Regions from separate parts of the Sus scrofa genome. Here regions 2, 3, 4 and 5 are each linked to region 1. The links are chromatin contacts, called in public HiChIP or PLAC-seq maps. All regions are on one chromosome and are shown on one strand. The core of a region is the stretch at or near the end of the contact, and the rest is flanking DNA. Distances in the headings are between cores, read along the strand shown.

The links. HiChIP or PLAC-seq counts read pairs in DNA pulled down with a chosen protein or histone mark.
Region 2: a contact with region 1 is called in an H3K27ac HiChIP or PLAC-seq map of skeletal muscle. The contact joins two enhancer-like sites. A contact is called at or near these places in 7 of 47 Hi-C or Micro-C datasets (alveolar macrophages, embryonic fibroblasts, liver and 3 more) and 2 of 2 datasets of contacts at active chromatin or transcription factors (alveolar macrophages and skeletal muscle).
Region 3: an H3K27ac HiChIP or PLAC-seq map of alveolar macrophages shows a contact between it and region 1. The contact joins two enhancer-like sites. A contact is called at or near these places in 3 of 47 Hi-C or Micro-C datasets (liver, retroperitoneal adipose tissue and subcutaneous adipose tissue) and 2 of 2 datasets of contacts at active chromatin or transcription factors (alveolar macrophages and skeletal muscle).
Region 4: a contact with region 1 is called in an H3K27ac HiChIP or PLAC-seq map of alveolar macrophages. The contact joins two enhancer-like sites. A contact is called at or near these places in 5 of 47 Hi-C or Micro-C datasets (embryonic fibroblasts, epiblast stem cells, fetal skeletal muscle and 1 more) and 2 of 2 datasets of contacts at active chromatin or transcription factors (alveolar macrophages and skeletal muscle).
Region 5: a contact with region 1 is called in an H3K27ac HiChIP or PLAC-seq map of alveolar macrophages. The contact joins two enhancer-like sites. A contact is called at or near these places in 1 of 47 Hi-C or Micro-C datasets (liver) and 1 of 2 datasets of contacts at active chromatin or transcription factors (alveolar macrophages).

Annotation. Positions count from the first base shown.
Region 1 is chr17:54,918,326-54,920,935 of Sscrofa11.1, forward strand. It overlaps a transcript of BCAS1 not described here. Among named protein-coding and RNA genes, the nearest start is that of BCAS1, 110 kb to the right of the region's middle. Within about 2 kb of position 1,331, at least 32 of the 83 cell types and tissues checked have an H3K27ac peak or open chromatin away from gene starts, as enhancers often do. A contact at or near this core is called in alveolar macrophages, liver, omental adipose tissue and 3 more, where this site is marked.
Region 2 is chr17:54,694,216-54,696,825 of Sscrofa11.1, forward strand. No RefSeq gene overlaps it. Among named protein-coding and RNA genes, the nearest start is that of ZNF217, 64 kb to the left of the region's middle. Within about 2 kb of position 1,281, at least 50 of the 83 cell types and tissues checked have an H3K27ac peak or open chromatin away from gene starts, as enhancers often do. A contact at or near this core is called in alveolar macrophages, liver, omental adipose tissue and 1 more, where this site is marked.
Region 3 is chr17:54,733,678-54,736,287 of Sscrofa11.1, forward strand. It overlaps the pseudogene LOC110257394. Among named protein-coding and RNA genes, the nearest start is that of ZNF217, 100 kb to the left of the region's middle. Within about 2 kb of position 1,329, at least 20 of the 83 cell types and tissues checked have an H3K27ac peak or open chromatin away from gene starts, as enhancers often do. A contact at or near this core is called in alveolar macrophages, retroperitoneal adipose tissue and subcutaneous adipose tissue, where this site is marked.
Region 4 is chr17:54,752,269-54,754,878 of Sscrofa11.1, forward strand. LOC100513893 (a long non-coding RNA gene) reads right to left here. Exons shown (of 2, transcript XR_002339964.1): 2 at 1,513-1,971. Among named protein-coding and RNA genes, the nearest start is that of ZNF217, 120 kb to the left of the region's middle. Within about 2 kb of position 1,318, at least 35 of the 83 cell types and tissues checked have an H3K27ac peak or open chromatin away from gene starts, as enhancers often do. A contact at or near this core is called in alveolar macrophages and skeletal muscle, where this site is marked.
Region 5 is chr17:54,775,618-54,778,227 of Sscrofa11.1, forward strand. No RefSeq gene overlaps it. Among named protein-coding and RNA genes, the nearest start is that of ZNF217, 150 kb to the left of the region's middle. Within about 2 kb of position 1,309, at least 1 of the 83 cell types and tissues checked has an H3K27ac peak or open chromatin away from gene starts, as enhancers often do. A contact at or near this core is called in alveolar macrophages, where this site is marked.

The DNA.
Region 1 (2,610 bases), core at 81-2,580:
CCTTCGAATCTAATTTAATGGGACCCCAGGGCATCTGTTTGCAAACAAACAACCATTCAACTGAAGGGTCTGTGTGTGTGTGTGTGTGTTTAAATCATGGGTAATTGGTTTAAAAGGCAGGGGGCTACACAAAACCACCCAAACTTCACTTTTTTCTCTTTTCCTTCCCCCTTGGGCCTTTCTTTGGGTACTAAGGATCCCCCTTCCCCCAGAAGATGAAGCCTGGGGGACCTCGGGGGCTGCTGAGAACAACCACGGTGCTTCTGAATGAATTCTTCTATTGGGTATCCGTCAAAAGGTCACCGTTAGCTGGAACTGGAAAGCGGAATTTGAGGGTTTTTTTCCCCCCTCCTCCGATGGCAGCTGTTTCAGCTCAAAAGCCCAGTTCTTGGAAAGGCCACTTCTTCTTGACACTGGAGAAGACACGCTTCCCTGTGCACCTAAAAATAAATCCGTAAATAACGTCATGAGGATGGCCGTTCTTGCAAAGCACCTCTGCCCCCTGCTCTCGGTCTTAATCTCCCCTTCAGCTTCAGCGTGTTCTCCGCATCTTACTGTGGGAGCTCTTGCTGTCCACATGGCAGTCCTGACTCTGCATTTTGAGGAACTTCAGTCCTGAACTCATTTGGGGAGCGCCTGTCCCCCTTTTCACACTAGTTCAGCGGGAGGCATGGACATCAGTATTTTTTTTTTTTTTTTTGTAAATGCATCAGGTCTGGACTCTTGATGCAAAAAACAAACCCCACAAAACTCAAAAATGGAGTTTAATCTGCTTCTTAGGCTACAATTGGCTTTAGAACTCCGCTCCCTCCCAAGCCTTTTTTTTTTTTTTTTTTTTCAGTCCTCTCTGGCTTAAATTTTCTTGTCTTAAAAAAAACCCAAGCAATTGTATTAAAAGAGCATTCTCTTTTTTTGGCCAGGAGGATAGGAAACCAGTTACAGAAACTGCTGGCTTGCTTTGCAACAAGATTCTCAGCAGAGAACTTCTTTTTAAAAGTTAAAAAAAGTTTTTCCGGGGTGGGAGGGAGTGGGAGGGCTCCTGAATTGGTGACTAAGTCCCTCCTGGGGACATTTCTCATCAGGGCAAAAACCACCCCCCGTGTCCAGTGAGGTGAAACTTGCCAATAATACTGTCACCCTTCTCAAAGGACTGGTATGGCCCGGGGCTCAAAGGTCATACCAGGCACCCCCCCTGGTGTTTAGAGACAAAGCAGTAACCAGCTGCCTGTTTGCCTTGAATCATCCCAAGCTCTCTGAGGGCAAAGGTGGAGGGAACGTCACCCCCCATCCAGGGCTTCCCCAAAGGGCTTCTTCCTGCTTTGAGCCAAGTTAAGCATTCAGACATGAAGCAGCATGAGGTCATTCTCAGCTGGGTGAGTCACAGACACTGAGGACTCTCCAGGTTCAGGCAGGAGGACCCATAAAGCTAAGCCAGGTGCGAGGAAAAGACCTCTGGTCTTTATTTGAAGCTGAGCATCAGCCAGTCCACGCTGGGAGCTGGTGGGTCCCGGGAGCAGAGAGCCTCCCCTCCCCAATCTGTTTTTAGAAAGAGATCATTTTTGTCCTGAACGTATTTTCCAAAGGCCTTTTTGCCTAAGCCATGGTGTGAGTGACCTAGGGTACCGATTTGTCAGTGTCATTTCTCCTCAGTGCGTGATGGACTGCACACGTGATGGATTCATCTGAGCCAGTGTGCGTGTGTGGGTCTGTGCCAGTTACACATGTCTATTTGTATGTGTATGACTAGCAGCGTGTGCCTGCATCTCCCTACTCCTGTATGGAGGTAAATATACAAGGATGAATATGTGCCTATGTGGGCATAAACGCATGTCTGGGTCTCTATGTGTGTGTCTGGAGTGGACCCTGCTGAGTGCCTCATCTTCCAGCTGCTAAGGGATCCCAGCTTCTCAGCTCAATGGGAGCAGCTGGCCTGTCCCTCCACCTCCCAGGGCGGCCCAGGAATCACCCACAAGCGTCCAAAGCCAGCCAGCTCGCCTGTAGGTAGAACAGCGTTATGGCGCAATTCATGCCCCTGGGAGATCGGGATGAAATTCCAGCTGAGACCAATCCCTGCCCTGTCCTTTTTGTCCCCCTTTCCCCAGGACCCCTCCTTCAGCCCATCAGGTGCATCTGAATGCCTGTCTCAGGCTCTGCTCTAGGCAGCATCACCATGACAGTATTTACACACGTGTGCGCTTGTGTATGAAAATACACACGTGAACCCACTGCTGTGTGCATGTGCCCACGGACAAGGATACCTGGGAGCATCTGGGAGAGAAGACACGATGGAGGAAGAGCATTGAGTTTATGCTGTGGAAGCAAAAGGCATCTCGGACATGGAGTACGAGAGACCTGCTTTAAAAGGTGAAAATTAAAAGATCCTTTAGATATAAATGTATTTTTTTTTATTAAATCAGAAAAAGGTACAGTATACATGATATCAGTCCATCATCTGGCTACTCTGAATTACATTTTAATAGACTCGTGGTCCTATTTACTCCTCTGCACACGTATTAAAAAAAACTCAGGTATTTGAATAATCTGTAAATTTTTATTATTAACTGGGGTTAGGGGGAGGGTTTTATCAGAGCACATCCTGAGAACATTAGG
Region 2 (2,610 bases), core at 31-2,530, 220 kb before region 1:
GATCCGATTAGACCCCTAGCCTGGGAACCTCCACATGCCAAGGGTGCAGCCCTAAAAGGCAAAGAAAAAAAAATTTTACACACTTGAACCCATCCTGTTTCCTGAGAATAGAATAATTCCGTGATAAAAGAAAGCGAGCTCCGCCACAGTTTCTACAACATATTTAACAAATATTGCATTGACCCAACAGGTGAGGAAAAGGAATACTTCCAGGTGTAAATAGAACACCTGATTAGGCTAATTTTGGCAATTCATTTTTTTTCCCTAGACAAAAGTAGAGTTTTCAAGCCAAATGATAATAGTACCAAAAAATTGAAAACGTCTGTTCTCTACCTGGAATTATATCTGTTTTAATTTTAAAAATTATTTTTTTTCTTACATTTTTTGGCAGCACCCGCAACATACAGAAGTTCCAGGGCCAGGGATCGAACCCACCATGGCGGAGACAACACTGAATCCTGAACTGCTGGGCCACCAGGAAACTCCGTGTTTTTATTCTTAATGTTTGTATGTGTGTTCCCTCTTGTTTTTCTTACTCATACCTGTGAACAATGATCTGTCTTAATTTTATGGGACTCTGCAAATTGTTGGTTTTTTTTTTTTTTTTTTTGGTCACAATTGTCTGCTTTTGAGTTCACGGAGTCCTTCCTTCTATTTCGATTTACAGATATATCCATACCTCTGTGGTCTGGGAGGGACACAGTTCATTGAGAAGAGCCCTTGCTGAGGGGGGATGGAGACCAGGAAGCTAGAACTGGAAGAGGCACCTCACACATGATTTCACCCCTAAGAAAAATGTGTTTTTTTTTTTTTTTTTTAATTTTGTTTTGCTTCGAGTTTTTCCACTTTTCAACCAGACTGTATTCAGATTTTACTCGAAAAATTAAAAATACAAAAAAAACACCCCAAGTTTCCCCAACTTATCTACTGCCTGCTGGGCTCACCTGCCAGGTCCAAAGAGCAAGAAGCAGGGAGAGGGGTGAGCTGGGCAGGGGAAAGGGGGGCAGATGCGGGGCAGGAAGAAAGGGGTGGGGCGGTGTGTGTGTGTGTGGGGGGGGGGGACTCGGGCTGCTTTCTTAGGTCGCCTGGTTCTCATTTTTTGTCTCTCCCTCCCCATGGATTTCCCCAAAGTGTGGAAAACCAGCACATCTTTTAAAGTTGGTGAGAGAGAGAGGGAGGGAGGGAAGGAGGTGCAAAGAAAGAGGGAGGAGTGGGGGGGGGGGAGAGAAAAAGAAAGGGAGAGGTCACGTGATTTTCTGGAACGCAGACTCACTTCTTTATTTTGATTCTCGCGTAAACGTCCTGCCTCCAACACACTTTGCCTGGATCAGAAAGGGTAAAGGCACGTCCCCCCGGAAAGGGTCACTTCTTCAGTTCACGGCGAACCAATTCTTTGATCCTCCCTCATTTTGTTCCTAAGATTTACTTCTCTTTCAAATCAAATAATTTGTCTCTTTCTCCTTCTGAGAAAAGCTTTCTAGATGCGATTTCCCTTTTGAAAGGAGGACTTTGAAGTCCTTCCCCAGCACATCCTTTCTTAAAGGGAGGGGGTGAAAGGGGGCAGCCCCCGGGGCCGAGAGCAGTTTAAAAAGTCGCTTTCCAAAGACCCCCCCCCCCCCCCCCGGTGCAGACTCTCAGACGGAAACTTCCCAGCTGCGGGAAGACATTTCCAAATGCCAGTCTGTGGCTGGCACACCTTTGCTCCCAGGTGAGGCACACAAAACGGCTTTCTTTGGACCCCGAGGGCCCCATGCAGGTGGAGGCAGGCAATGCAGAAAGGAAGCCTATTTTTAGACTTGAGTACAACCACGTCCATGGGAGGGCTACAGGCTTTGAATTAGCAAGGCTTCTATAAGGTATTTAGTCCTCGTTGCCTGGGACGTCAAGGCGGAATAGCGGGAATCCAAGGTAGTATATTTCCTGGGGGGTTCGATTTCAAGCTTCCGGTGTGTGCAGCGTTACCTTAATCCCATCTGGAGCATCACTGTGGATGACGCCAGGCTGCAGCACCTGCCCCACAGTGGCCAAAAATGGTGACAACAATTCAAGCCTCTCAATGAGGAATGAGATGTTTGTACACGAAATGACCTTTAATTGTGTCTTAGAAACTCTTGTCAGATCAACATGTGGTTTCAGTTACTCTGCAGAGGTTATTGCATTTCAAGCTGTTTTTTTTTTTTTCAGCATTTAAATGAAGTATTTTCTCTTTCATATATTTGATGTGGCTCAAAGAAGCTTGCTGCTTTTTTCTCCTTTTTCTCACAGATTTTATTGTTTGATTAGATCTTTTTGTTAAGTCAGATCAAAGATGGCTTTTTCTTTCTTTAGGAGAGGTATTTTCTTAAAACAAATCAGTAGAATGGAATTCACAGTAAAGAAGCATTTTATTCAAAAGATTTTGAAAAGGGAAAAGATTTCAATAGGCATGAAGAGACTTTTTTTTTTTTGGCCACAACTGCAGCACGTGGAAGTTCCCAGGCCAGGGACTGAACCCACGCCACAGCAGCAACCTGAGCTGCTACAGCGACAACGCTAATGCCAGATCCTTAACCCACTGAGCCACCGAGGAGCTTTTTATTGTTGGCTGCCCCGCAGCACATGGAGTTCCCG
Region 3 (2,610 bases), core at 79-2,578, 180 kb before region 1:
TCCATAAATAGAGCTTACCGTGTGAGCCACTGCAAGTGTACAGTTCGGTGACAGTAAGTGCATTCACGCTGCTGTACAGCCACAATCATCAGCCATCTCCAAAGCTTTTCAGCACCCCAAACGGAAACGCTGTACCCATTCACCAGCACCTTCTCGTTCTCCACCCCCCCACCCCTGCCATCCTCAGCTCCTGCAACTGCCATTCTACTTTCTGTCTCTATGAATTCGACTGCTTTTGGTCTCTCCTGTAAGTGGCATCACACATTATTTGTCCTTTTGTATCTGGCTTATTTCTCCCGTCTTCGAAGTTCATCCATGCTGTTGCATGTGTCTGAATTTCAGTCATTAACAAAAAGAGCATTTATTATTTATTTATTTATGGCCATGCCCAGAGCATGTGAAAGCTTCCGGAGCCAGGGATGGAACCCAAGCCACAGCCGTGACAGCACCAGAGCCTTAACCCCCGGTGTCGCCAGGGGCACTCCCGAATGTCATTCCTCTTTAAGGCTAGTAGCCCACCTTTTACTCATCTGTCCAACCGTGGCTGGGCGTGGGTTGCTTCTACCTTTCGGCTCTTACGAAGAGCACTGCCCTAAGCACTGGTGTAGAAGCATCCACTGCCCCTTTCAAGTGTGTCTCCCAGTCCTGGGCTCCATTTTCACCCTGAACACTGATGGCACATGTTCTAGAACAGCTCCAAACCTCCTTCCTCCAACAGTCCTTCCCCATACCCTCCATCTAAGAGAGGCCCCAGCTCTTTCCCTATAGCCATCCACTCAGCTGTATTTTTCTCGTGAATTATCATCACCTTATACCTTAGATGGAGATCTGTTTATTACCTGCCTCCAGGCAGTACATACGAATTCCAGGACTGTAGGGATTGGCCTTGGCTCTATGCCAGCTCTTAAGAGCATGCCCGGCATATAGTCGGTGCTCAACGTGCTGAGTGTTCAAATGACCCCTGGCAGCCTTCCCTCTGCCTGTCTACCACCTACTCCACTTGGACCACCGCCAGGGGCACGACCTAGTTTAAGCAGCACGTCTGTAGGGCAGGTAGGAAAAGCCGCCAACTTTGCCCCAGATCGACTGGATAAAAACCCCTGTGCCATCACATCTGCAGCCAGAAGTGTGAGCCAAGCTCTTGAGTCCTTGGGCATCTCAAATGTCCAGGTGGAGAATCACTGACTCTCTCCTGCCCCTCCCAGGATTTGGTCTGACACATGACCTTGATCCCCAAGGTCCAGAGCCAGCTCTGACTCACCTTTAAGGCGAGTGAGGCTTCGGCAAGGACAGCACAGGACACGCCTCAGTCTTATTTCAAAACAAAGTGACCTCATCCCTTGCTCTAGATCATGGAGTCTGGAGGCTCAGCTGCTGCCTGCTTCATGCCCCACGTGCTCATCTGGAGAACTTTTTCTTCCCTCTTTCTCTCTTTCTTTCCTGTTCCTGAGGTTTCACAAAGACCTTCCGGTTCCTTATGTCCAGATGGGCAGCGGCCAGCCGAGGGACAACCCTGCTGGCACTGAGCTAAGCAGAGAGCCCCAGGGAGCAGGCTGGAACTGGGAAGTGACCCCAGGGCACGTCACTCAGCCACTCATTCTGACTGAGGTCAAAGGGGACAAAACGAATGCCCAGTGCCAACTCCAAGTGTATTATTTGTCAGCATTCCTACTAGTTTATGCAGATTAGAAACAAACCATCTACCCATTCCCCAACTTGCTATCGTATCTTGGACTAGTCCCTGAACGCTTCTGGGCTTTGGGGTCCTCATTTCTAGAATAAAGCAGCTGGATTAACAACCACTTCTCCCCCAGAAGGCGTGGGTCTCCAGGTCAAGCCAGGTGGCTGGGTTCCCACCTTTGCTCTGACAGTCTCAGCATGGAGGCTGCAAGAAGTCCCAGATCCTCTCAGAAACACTGGAAGCCAAGACCTCCAGCATCTCAGAGATGGGAGAATGAGAGGGGCAGCTTACCTGGTTCTCAGCAGGGGATTTTGTCCCCAGGGACCCTTGGTGACATCTGGAGACATTTTGGTTGTTCCAACACTTCTGGCATCCAGTGGGTAGAGGCCAGGGATGCTGCTGAGCATCCTCCAGTGCACAGGACGGTCCCCCTCCACAGAGAATGGTCCAGCCCCCAGTGCCAACAGGGCTGAGGATGAGAAACTGCCTGGCCATGGGCCTGGATGGCCGCAAACGTTCCTTAGAGGAACTAAAGCCCAGGCCAGGACTCCTGCACTGTCTCTCCCCTAAACCAAGATGCTCACCTCTCCCTGCCTTCCTGAGGCCCCTGCTTGTTAACCCACTCAAGCCTATCAGGTTCAGCTGTGATTTGCTCATGTCATTTGCCCATTCCCCAGCCATTTACCCACTGTGCTGTAGGCACGGGGGAAAGAGTAAGCGTCACAGGGGGCACTGCCCTGGGGCCTCATTAACCCTCCACCCCAATGCAAGTCAAAAGAACAAGGAGGTGGAGTCCCCCCACGGCCCAGGGGTGTGGGGGAGCCAGGGCTCCCCAGCAGGACCACTGTGCTCTTCCCTGCGGGCTGTGCAGGTGCCTCCCAGGGCTCACACGGGAATGATGGGGAATTTGGACCCGGGGTGGGTGACGC
Region 4 (2,610 bases), core at 68-2,567, 170 kb before region 1:
TTAACTCACTGCACGACAGGGAACTCCACAGTCTTTATTTTAAATGTGCCAGTGTGGAGTTCCCGTTATGGCTCAGTGGTAACGAACCCGACTAGCATTCATGAGGATGCAGGCTCGAGCCCTGGCCTGGCTCTAGTGGATTAAGGATCCGGCATTGCCGTGAGCTGTGGCTCAGATCCAGAGTTGCTGTGGCTGTGGTGAAGGCTGGCAGCTGTAGCTCCAATTTGACCCTTAGCCTGGGACCTTCCTTGTGTCGCCAGTTTGGCCCTAAAAAGACTATATATATATATATATATATATATCAGTGTAATCATATTTATAGACACTACTGTACAAATTATTTTGTCTTTTTAGGGCCGCATCCGCAGTATATGGAAGTTCCCAGGCTAGGGTCGAATCAAAGCTGTAGCTGCCGGCCTACATCACAGCAACGTGGTATCCAAGCCGCGTCTTCGACCTACACCACAGCTCACGGCAACACCAGACCCTTAGCCCACTGAGCGAGACCAGGGCTCGAGCCGGCATCCTCATGGATATTAGTCTGATTCGCTTTCGCTGAGCCACGCCAGGAACTCCCAACTTTTTTTTTTACTTAAAATATGTATCATCAATTTTCTATGTCTGCACACATTAAGAAAAATAGCTATAAGTTTTTGAGCACAATGAGGTAATTTCGTCCTCCTGGGGTGGGGGGAGGCAGAGAATTCAAATCAAAGGGCTTGTGGAGAAGGGGGACTCCCCCTCCCCAGAGAAGATGACTGCTGGGGTTCAGTGCATCCGGAACAGGCCCCGCATGGATCAGCATATGTGTATATCAAACACTCACACTTTTCTGTTTTTACCAAGCATGCTTCACTTTCCATTTTTCACTTAGATCTCTTAGAGAGCAGGTCATGTTAGAAAAAAAACCTGACATTTTAAATGGTGACAGAGTATCTCTTTGAAGGATGTTCCTTAGGCATTTCACTTGTCCTTTTTGCTAGGCTTTGGGTAGATGGGATACTCTAGTCTGGGGTACACCCTGTGATTCTTTGCTCAAACCCCTCACCTCTTCCTAAAAGCAGTTCCTTTACTCCACACCTATCCCTACATTGCTTTCATCTGGAGAACTGATTCAACTAGCTTAAAAAAAAAATAAGACTTAAAACAGTACTATTAACCCATTAAAGAGCTATTCTGAACAAGTTTTTAATCATTCCTCCTGCTTGAGAGTGAAAGGCTCATGGAAAAGAGAAAAATCCTGTCCCCCCACCAACCCGGGAGTCAGTCACGCCAAGCTCTTTGCACAGCATCCTACGTCTGCTGTTAGAAATGCATGCTTCATACTGACTAATTCCCTCCTGTTTGCTCCTTTTATCTTGGGCTCAGAGAAAGATTGCAGCTCACTCTTACAACTTAGGGGCAGCTTCCTTCTCTCCTTCGCAAAAGGGCTGTGCCAGCATTGGGGATTTAGAACAAAGTGTGTCCTTGGGAAGACGTGGGTGAGATTTTACGTTCAGTAAGTGGGTGGCGTGGGACCCCCTCCTCCCGCGGGGGAGGGGAGGAGTCTGATTTCATTATCCAGTTGGAAACCTGGTGAAATCATGGATATGACTGAATCTTTTTGCTCAGCTCGTGAGGTCTTTTTGTTCTTTGTCTTTGCAGTGTGTACTGCAAATTTCTGTGACGCCTGGGAAAAAGGAAATGTGCGTTACAGAGCTGGGCAGAGCCACATGTCCTGTGACAAGCCGGCGACTTGAAAAATTTAATTCAGGAAGAGACGCAAAGAGGCCAAATCGAAAGAGGAACTGGGCCTATCGATGTTCAGAGCAGGAAAACCGAAGAAGTTACCAACCATCCCCAAGTTAAAAATCATGTGGGGCTGGAAAATATGTCGCCTGCTGCATTTGTCATTGAAATTCACAATCTTGTTTGCTGTTTATCTTGAGGCTTGGGGAGCTCGCCTGCTGGTTAGGAAAAAGGAGGCCAGGTCTAGGAAGAAATAAGAAAGGGAGGATTAGAGCCCAGAGTGAATGGGAGGTGTAAATAATACGCGGGCACCTGACAATCTGGGCAAAGAAATGAGAGACAAAGCCAATACCCCACGCCAGAAATCCTAAAAACTTAAGTGGGAAGCCCACACGTAAGAAAAATGTCTCCAAGAAAAAAGGAAAATAAAATCCCAGAGGATCTGTTTCCTCTGTGGTGCTGGTTCATGGAATATGTAAAGGTTGGTTTTGCCTCGGTGCGCACGTAAGCAGCACTGGATTCAAAGGAACGGGCTTCAGGATATGCTTTCAAGGGCTCACTCCAGGCCAGCTTGAGCCTCTGGGCAGAATGCTTGAGCTTTCCTCCAAAAAGGAGTTGAGACTGGGGCAGGAGGAGCACTTGGGGGGTGGGGGTGGGGGGGCAGGAAATGTTGGGGGGGGCAGAGTTATGGCTCTTCCCCAGGAGACCCATCTATCTGGGTCACCTGTCTACCTCTGCACTTCTCTCTCTCTCTCTTTTTTTTTTTTTCTTCCTGGACCTACCTTAAATGGAATTGCTTAGGAAAGAGAGAAAAGGCATTTTTAGCCAAAAGCTAAGTTCGGACCAAGCTAAACTCGCTGGACAAGGGAAACCTTTTCCGGA
Region 5 (2,610 bases), core at 59-2,558, 140 kb before region 1:
GTACCAATTACCCCCTGATATTCCCTCCTCCCTGAAAGAGACCTTTGCTTCTCAGGGTGGCCATATCCTGCTGAGAATATCTGAAGCAGCCCCAGGAGGTGGGCTCTGATTAGCTTAAGCTATTCCGGGTGACCTTTTTCCTCTTACTAATGGTTAAGTTATGTATTGATAGGCGACATCATTTTGGACAATGAGCCAAAGGCGACATCATTTTGGACAAAGGATGCCAAGGGGTCTAGGGGAAGAAGTTCCTTCTTCCTAAAGAGAGACTTGAGGAACTGAAGAGCTTTTTTTCTGCCTCTAGATGTTTTGTGAAGATGTGAAGGCTGGAGTGAAATGCAAACATGAGGGGAGGTACCTCAAGGCCAACATGCTGGGCTTGGCATGATGAAGAGAGGAGGAAAATCCATGCTATTTAAGAGGCTATAGAGCTGCTAAGTTAGCCGAAGCTACTGTTCTTCCAGACTCCTTTTTTTTTTTTTTTTTTTTTTTTAAATGTGAGATGATAACTTTCCTTATGGTTTAGCTACTTTAAATTTTTTTTTTCTGCCTCTGCAGCATATGGAAGTTCCTGGGCCAGGAATCGAATCCAAGCCATAGCTGCGACCTATACCATAGCTGTGGCAATGCAGGATCCTTAACACACTGTGCCAGGCTGGGGATCAAACTCGTGCCTCTGTGGTGACCCAAGCTGCTGCAGTGACAATATCAGATCCTTAACCCACTGAGCCACCAGGGAACTCCTGGAGTTGGATTTTCTGCTCCTTTCCTCCCAGGGCATTCTAATGGATTCTCCTGTATGATGAGACCAATAAATGGATCAATGTTTTGTGTGTGTGTGAATAAACCTCTGAGTGATAGAAATAACTCTCCGACTTCATTTTCTCCCACTTCCTCCCAGTTTGCTGCTATTCTTCCACCAGGGCAAGAACACTCCCGCCTCAGGGCCCTCATGCTTGTGCTGTTCCCTCTGCCTGGAATGCTTTCCTCCCAAAGAGTCATTCAGTTTCATCCATCCCTTTATTCCGTCTCTACTCAATCATCACCTCATCACAAAGGCTTCTCCAACCACCCCATCTGAACTATAGCTCAGGGCCCTGCCCGGCCCCGCCATCTCCTCGCTCCGTTTTATTCTTTTTCATAGAGCACATCCTGTCTCTTGCTTCTTGACTGTCTCCTTAACCAGTGTGGAAGGCCCCGAGAGCCAGGGCTTTGCTAGATCCAGCTCCCTGCTCACACAGTGCCTGGTACGTGGCGGCCGCTCAATATATATGCGATGGCTGAGTAGGGAAGTTTGTTCAAAGTTCCCCTTCTGTGACTACTTCCATTGCGCCAGAGGCTCATATACTGCGGCGCTGAAGAATGCAGGATGTGGAGTCCAACACACCAGACGCTGAACCGTGGCTCTGCCACTTGCTGCGTAAACTTGGCCAAGGCGCTGAGCCCATTTCTTCCTTGATAAAATGTGAGTGCTGTTTTTTTTTTTTAAGAAGGGAGCTCATGGACTTGATGTCAGAGAGAAAGAAGATCATGAACATGACATCAAGGGCGTCACGTCGGGGGAGCCGGGACGTGGGAGGGGATCATTGTGCCATGGTTAGAGCCAGTAGCTCTGTACCCAGCAGCCGAGGTCCTCCCTTTGCCCAGGTGAGAGCTTTGAAATGAGACTTGAAATATTTCATCAGGCAAAATGTGGGAGAAATGTGAAAAAGGTACAACTAAATAAACATCTCGAAACTGCTGTCCGCCCGGTCCGTGGTAAGAAGACGAGAACATTCTTCCTGCACAGATGTTATTAGAGATGCTGTTTGCCAGAGTGGAGGATCTGGAGCCATCTGCCACCGCAAATCCTCCTGCGCTCCTTTGAAGAGAAGCCTGTTTCCTCCTCCTTCCCTCCGAAGGTTGACCAGTATAAACGCTGCTAATGGCAAATACAGGGAAAGAATAATCCCACTCAGCTATTTTTAGTTTCCCCTTGAAGTCTTACATTTCACATTTTAAGTTTGTTTTCAAAGTTCTCTTCCAACCCAAATAAACCCAGGCTCGAAATGAAAGGACTTGGGTTATTACATTCTGATTCTCCCAGGGGGAGGCAAGGAGGCCGGCCTCCCGAGGAATTCTCAGCGAGTGCATCGGCCGGGCGAGGACCGGACTGGTGGCCACGGCAGCCACTGCCCACGCCATCGCCACCAGCCGCTGCTCCTTGACACTCAGACTTGGCGAGGCGGCCAACTTCCCCCGACCTTTCAAGATAACCCATGCAAATAGAATCTTTCAGGATTTTCCATTCAGATCTTATGAAAACCTTTCTGTTCGCGTTGCTCCGTTGCTTGCTGATTCAAGGAAACGTGCCTTTTCATGTAGGCATTCGTTCAGCAAAGAGTTATGAGGTGCCTACCGCGTGCCCAGGACTATGCAGGAGAGTCCCTGCTCTCAGGGCACTTATTTTCTTTTTTTATCTTTTTAGGGCCACACCTGCGGCATATGGAAGCTCCCAGGCTAGGGGTCTAATCAGAGCTACAGCCGCCAGCCACAGCCAAGCCAGATCCTTAACCCACTGATCAAGGCCAGGGATCAAACCCACGTCCTCACGGTTTACTGGTTGGGTTC